Regions from separate parts of the Cyprinus carpio genome. Here region 2 is linked to region 1. Evidence: chromatin contacts called from public Hi-C data. All regions are on one chromosome and are shown on one strand. Each heading gives the region's core, a stretch centred on a gene start, on an enhancer-like site or on the middle of the called end of the contact. The rest is flanking DNA. Distances are from core to core; before and after follow the strand shown. Region 1 overlaps tcf7l2 (transcription factor 7-like 2). Region 2 holds the start of tcf7l2 (transcription factor 7-like 2).

Region 1 (3,318 bases), core at 577-3,076:
TGTATATATAAATACACACACATGCATGTATATATTTAAGAAGATATTGTTATGTTTATATATTAAATATATTTATATATAATATAAAAATATAAGAATATAAATATATAAATGTATATACATGTAAATATTTTCTAAATATATAATTTATGTGTGTGTATTTATATATACATAATAAATATACCCTGTACACATACATATATTATTCAAAAAAAACTATTATCAATTAATCTAATAAAACCAACTAATCAATTTACAGCCACATGACATAAATTAAATATATTTATATAAAATATAAGAATATAAATACATAAATGTATATACATGTAAATATTTTCAAAATATATACTGTATGTGTGTATATTTATATACACATAATAAATATACACAGTACACATACATATATAAACATAAGCAAAAACAATTTTGGATGCAGTTAATTGCGATTAATCGTTTGACAGCACTATTATGTATATACAGCACTATATATATATATATATATATATATATATATATATATATATATATATATATATATACTTTTTATGTATATATATTGTGTGTTTTTTTTTTTTATGTATTTATAATATTATATTATTAAGTAATTGTGTGTGTGTATGTATACCAGGACCCTAACTTGTAAATTTTTGTAATTGACCTCTTTAGATCGACCATTTGAAAAAAACGATTATCTCAAATGAATCAGACCTACCTAAATCAGACCTACCTAGTATTTGGTCTACCACTAATTGTTTCCAAAAGAAGCTTGTTACTGGAAAAGCTCCACTATTTTGAAAACCGCTAAGCTTTGGTTACAAACTCTAAAATGTCGTTAGAAGTTAGTAGTATCACTATTTAGTTTGTACCTTCCCATCACAGGTCTCTAGTTCTTGAGTGTATATGTGTCTGTAAATGAACTCAGCTGTGTGTTTGTTTGTATCTGTGAGCGCTTTTGTGTGTTTGCGTACAGATGCTCTCTTGTGGGCCATGAGTGAGGTATGGTGGGCTGTTCTCGTGGGGGGCTCTCGGGGGTCACTGCACACAAACGATTGAGGGATCCAGACCAAATTCAATCATTGAAATGGCAAGGCCAGCCGTGTTTCAGTAGCACCACTGACCCCGAAACCGGGAGCCAGAGGAGAGTGTGATAATCACTGTGAGAGTGCCATGTTCCTTTAGCTGTTCGATCGGCCGTGCTGCACGGCAATCGCACCCCGTCGACAACGTACCGCCGCTGAGTGTTCGCCGTCTGTTATCAAGATTTCCCAGATTTACGCATGGACAAAGACTCCATCTGCCTGTACGAAATGCATATTAATTTCTCTGAGATGGAGATAATTAGGAGTCGTCTGAGATAGGCTGTTGAGACTATGGTGGGCATTGGGATTTTACTTTCCATTTACTTTCATTGCATTGACAATTTTTTTTTTTTAAATATCTTCTTTTGTGTTTGAGAGAATATCATACAGGTTTGAAATAGCATGAGGGTGAGTAAATGGCTTTCATTTTTTGGTAAACTATCCCTACACTGGCTCATCCAATGGTGTGAGTTTGAGGATGGGACTACCTGTTTGTTCAGCCGATGGCTGACTGGTTCAGGAACTCTGTCACATGTTGACTGCAATTTCATATGGGGACAGTGGCGGCACAGAAATAACTTTCTTGAAGCTCAGAGCGACGTGTGTAATCTCCAATGCTGTCGGCAAACACAAACCATGAAGTTTGCAAGGCTCTCATTTAAGGCCTCGTACAGCAGCACTGGGGCCTGTGCCTTCCCTGTGGAGGGAAAAAACAGAACACATAATTAAGACATATGACCCGGCTGGGTCAGAATATAGCCATAGACTTAAAATATAGTAAAGAAGACAAGTCTCCGTTAATCTGTGGTTTGTGGTTTGTGTTTGAAAGCGATGTATATGAGACTGCTCAGAGTTTGTGTGAGTGTGTGTGTGTGTATGAGGGGGTGTCTTCTTGTTTTAAACGGTCTACGCAGCTATAAAAAGGTTTGGAGGAGAGTGCTCGCGTGTGTGTGAGGAGTCCTCTGTTAGACAAGCACTGTGCACATTTATGACTGGGCACACAGCTCTATTTGTGTCTGTGTTTGTGTGTGTGTGTTCTCTCCCAGGTTGCTCCACGGTCAGTGACCCATAACTCTCCCTCTGTTCCGCCTCCTAGTCCAGACTCTCGCTGTAATATATAAGCAGGTGCAGTTTGTGTGTGTGTCGGTGTGTGTGTGTGTGTGTGTGTGTGATCACATCCTCCAGTGGCTCAGGAATGATCACATTTCCTTCTGCACACTCAACTCAGTGTTTTGTCACACACTAATGATGACTATCCATCAATCAGAGGGGCGGAGCTGAGGAAATGAAGATGGATTGAATTAGTTTTTAGTGAAATGGTTGGCTATTGAGCAGCCCCGTAATTACTCTGTCAGGAGGATTGAACCGTATCAGCGAGAGGCTAACCTTAACACTTTCACCCTACTGTTAATTACGGGGACTCATAGACGGGCAGAGTCACCTCATGTCTAATAATAAGTAGATGATACTGATGGCGTAACAAGAATGCGATGGGTCTTGTTGCAGATTTTTTATTTTTTAAGTTATGGCCCATTCCCCTTCCAAAAATAATAATTCCTCAGCATATTATTATTATTATTATTATTAATTTTGAAATTAAGTTTAAATTTGTTTAGTTTAATTTTGAAATTAAAACAATTATTTTAGTTCTTTATTGTTTTTTATTTTGATATGATATTATATAGTGATTTAATTTTTTTATATAATAATAATAATAACTATTTTATATTATTATTGTTGTTGTGTTATAGGCTAACATTTTTAAGGCTTTGTAGGGGAAAGATTATCATGATTTGGTAGGATTATTATTTTTAATATTAATGTTATTATAATTATTATACATTTTTAATTATATTCAATAAAAATAATAATAATGTCAGTTTTTGTTGAAGAAGCCCTAAATGATTTTCGTTGGCTTGATTTCCAAGCATTGGCAGGCTGTTTTTGACAAAAAAAAAATAAAAAAAAAAAAAAAATCTGTCATTCTAAAATTAATCTTACATATTTTAATACAAAATAATATATAAAAAAATTTAATAAATAAATATATATATATATATATATATATATATATATATATATATATTATTATTATTATTATTTTTATTTTTTTTTTTTTTTTATTTTTTTGGATGACCATCTATTAATGTGCTATAGTGTATAGCATCAATAACATTTGGCAGTAACTCAATAATTAGTCATATTTAGCTGTTGACTCATCATCATTGCCCCACTGAAT
Region 2 (3,318 bases), core at 372-2,871, 51 kb before region 1:
TATATTGCTGTCTTTGTAAAATATATGGTTGCTTATATTAGAATACATTTTTCTAATTATTGGGAGTATGAATTTTAACATTTAATCATTATATACTGTATAGGCATGCTGTATAGTTATATTCATGATACCAATACTGTTTTTTCAGTGTATTATATTATAAAGGCAACACTGAAAGGTCTTTCAAATGATGTCGTTTCTGCATAATTCCACCAGTGAAATTCAGGTATAGGGAAATGAATGAAGCTTTCTGATACCTGTGTGACCTTGCCTGTTAAAATGGATGTAAGGAAATTGCTAATTTAAATATTAAATAAGTAACCAAATACTATGAGTCAGCAGGCAGATGATATTAGGCAGTGCTAGTCAAAACACACAGGAATGTCTTTGGAATATAATTCATAGCTCATACAATTTTGGCAAACTGCCCATAGGTTTTTTTTTTTTAATCTTTTATGATTTGTACATATATGTATGTATACATACACTTTAAAAAAAAAAATCCAGAATGAACAAATCAAAAGCAAATGCACACAAACAAATAAAAAAAAAAATGTTCTTGCATTTTTGTAGAGAAGAGATGTGCAACCCCCTCCCCCTTGTCTTTATTCACAATGCATACCCTTAATTAGCCTGTCTCGGAACCAACATATTTTATATATATATATATATATATATATATATACATATATATATATATATATACACACACACACACACACACACACACACACACACACACACACACACACACACATATAATACAAGACCTTTATTCATTTTAACAAGTGTGTATATATTTTAATTGCATTGTGTGTGTGTGTGTGTGTGTGTATATTCATATAATTTAATCACTTATTTTATATTAATTTATAAATAGGAAAATATATATGCATGTAAGTGTTTATATTTCCTTTAGGAAAATATTTATGCATAACTATCTTATATATTACCTTATAGGAATTTTAATACACACAAAAAAATTGTTTTTTATGTAAAATCAAAGTGACAAGCTGCAGTGGGAAGTTAGCCTACGTTTTTTGACGACGAAGATGTTGATATAATGATAAAAAAAAAAAAAAAAAAAAATCAGTAGGCTATGTAAGATTATATAGGCTTCGTAGGGTAATGCCAACACATTTTAAGTCACTAATACAAGGACATAAACAACTGTGATATAAATGCCTTGCAAGTCAAGCCTTTTTAAGTAAAATCGTTTTGAAGTGATGTTTTCAAAAATAGGATTGATTTAGAGCAATTCAGAGTGTATTGTTATCTGAGTCGGTGTTTGGAGCTAGGGGGGTTATTTCAGCCCACCGACACCTCCTAAAACAACTGCAGAAAATAAGGAAGCCGATGTGATTCTAGCTGTGTGCCGTTTCGCCTCTCAGAAACATGCAGACTACCGCACAAGTGTCTTCCGCCTATTTTCCCATTCATTCCTGTACAAAAGCAAACAGGGGCGACTCGCTTTAACTGTCCTGCTCTTCACCAAAAGCTCTTTTCCTCTCCCTCTCTCTCTATGTTTCTCGCTCAAGCCCTTTTCCCCCTCCAGTACTTTTTCCTGCCCCTCTCTATTTATGAAAACGTCACTTCAAGTCCCTCCCTGTTTGAATCTCATTAGTTTTTTTTTTTTCTTGTGTGTTTCTCCCTGTCAATAATCCCGAATCCAGACTCTCTCTATTTCCATCCCTCTCTATCTGTCAATCAGCGCCGCCTTTGAACTGAAAACCACTCCGACCAACTTCAACTCCCTCAATCCGAGCGCCTCAGCTCCGTCTCCGGCTTCTGTTTCTGCCAAGATTGCCCTCTTCTTTTTGAGTTTTGAACACTCATCCAGCCAAACGCCACTGCGAGTCCCTAAACTTAAAACTCGGGATTCGGGGATCACACCAAGATCAAGGGTTTAAAAACTTTTGGGTGTTTTTGGCCCCCCGCAAAATTAGCGCTCCTCGGGAAAAATGCCGCAGCTGAACGGCGGTGGAGGGGACGATCTGGGTGCGAACGATGAAATGATTTCCTTCAAAGACGAGGGCGAGCAGGAGGAAAAGATTTCGGAGAACTCCTCAGCAGAAAGGGATTTAGCAGATGTCAAGTCTTCTCTCGTAAACGAGTCGGAAACGAATCAAAACAGCTCTTCGGATTCCGAGGTAAGTGACAAATAACCGCGAATCCGCGACTTGTCCACAACTTTACATGCACTTTTCTTGTTTAAACACGCTGCTAACTAGCTAACGATCTCCTCGCTGTGATTATTCAATGCATTCCCTGTGTTTCGTTGCATTTCGGCGGAAAGACGGCCTCCGCCTAGATCTGAAAGTTTCAGAGACAAAACAAGAGAAAGTTTAGAGGAGGGTGAGTGCTTGTTTTCTCTAAATCATCTTTTTGCAGAGGACAACAACACGGTGCCTCGGTTCCGTTTGCTTCTGCACATACGTACAAAGTTTTTTTTATTTTTGGAATGTAACTTAAACTAAAAGTTTTCCTCTTTTCCCCCCCGCCATGTTAGCTGCGAAAAGGCAAGATGGAGGGCTGTTCAAGAGCCCACCGTACCCGGGCTATCCATTTATAATGATTCCCGACCTCACGAGCCCGTACCTCCCGAACGGATCGCTCTCACCCACCGCGCGCACAGTAAGTGTTTTTAACGTGTTTCTGCAGCCACATGCACGTAGCTAAAGCACCACGTCCATGTTTAGGGATTGCTTTGGTCGGCTCGTGAACTTCTGCCACACTTCACTCCACGCTGTACAGTGGCACGCCGTTCCCGCGGATCCGCTGTCGCTCTGAACGAACGCTGCCTGCGAGCGGCGAGTACAGTGGAACGCACAATACGCTTTCATGACGTTCACAAACACACGGCCACTGCAACTTTTAACTCTGTTGTTATATTTTCTTCTCATTTTCCACGGCTATATTTGCATACTTGGCAGGTTACCTTTGCCTTAGATTCTGTATTTTTACAGAGTTATTTATTTTAATCGTCTTACTTGAATAACTAGTGGATAAGCTCGTTTTATTCTGACTAGACGTTTAATTTACAGTAGCGGGTGTTCCGGAATTACTAAAACTGAAATGTACAAGAATGTTTGAATTTATAATAATAGTATTGTTATTACTGTCGTTATTATCGTTGTTATGATTTTTTTACACGTGAAAAAATAAAGCGTTTCTGTTATTTTGAAGCATTTAACCCTTAGAAATTAAAATGTTAAGTTTAATTGCAGCCTTAATATTTTAAAAATGAAATCAAAGTGCTGCTATAGTTAGGCTACAGTCTCCTTTTTTTCTGCCGCTTTGAATTTAATTACTGCTGAA

Evidence for each region. A called contact is a pair of places that touch in the nucleus more often than the background predicts.
Region 2: a contact with region 1 is called in a Hi-C map of skeletal muscle, with 1.9 times the contacts expected there. The contact joins the promoter of tcf7l2 here to the enhancer-like site in region 1. A contact is called at or near these places in 3 of 8 Hi-C or Micro-C datasets (liver and skeletal muscle).

What each region holds. Positions count from the first base shown.
Region 1 is chrB12:17,116,744-17,120,061 of ASM1834038v1, reverse strand. The region is part of intron 4 of tcf7l2 (transcription factor 7-like 2); the gene reads left to right. Among protein-coding and RNA genes, the nearest start is that of tcf7l2, 50 kb to the left of the region's middle. Within about 2 kb of position 1,826, at least 1 of the 8 cell types and tissues checked has an H3K27ac peak or open chromatin away from gene starts, as enhancers often do. A contact at or near this core is called in skeletal muscle, where this site is marked.
Region 2 is chrB12:17,167,111-17,170,428 of ASM1834038v1, reverse strand. tcf7l2 (transcription factor 7-like 2) reads left to right here and starts at 1,621. Exons shown (of 14, transcript XM_042735752.1): 1 at 1,621-2,149; 2 at 2,288-2,355; 3 at 2,510-2,634. The coding sequence starts at 1,962.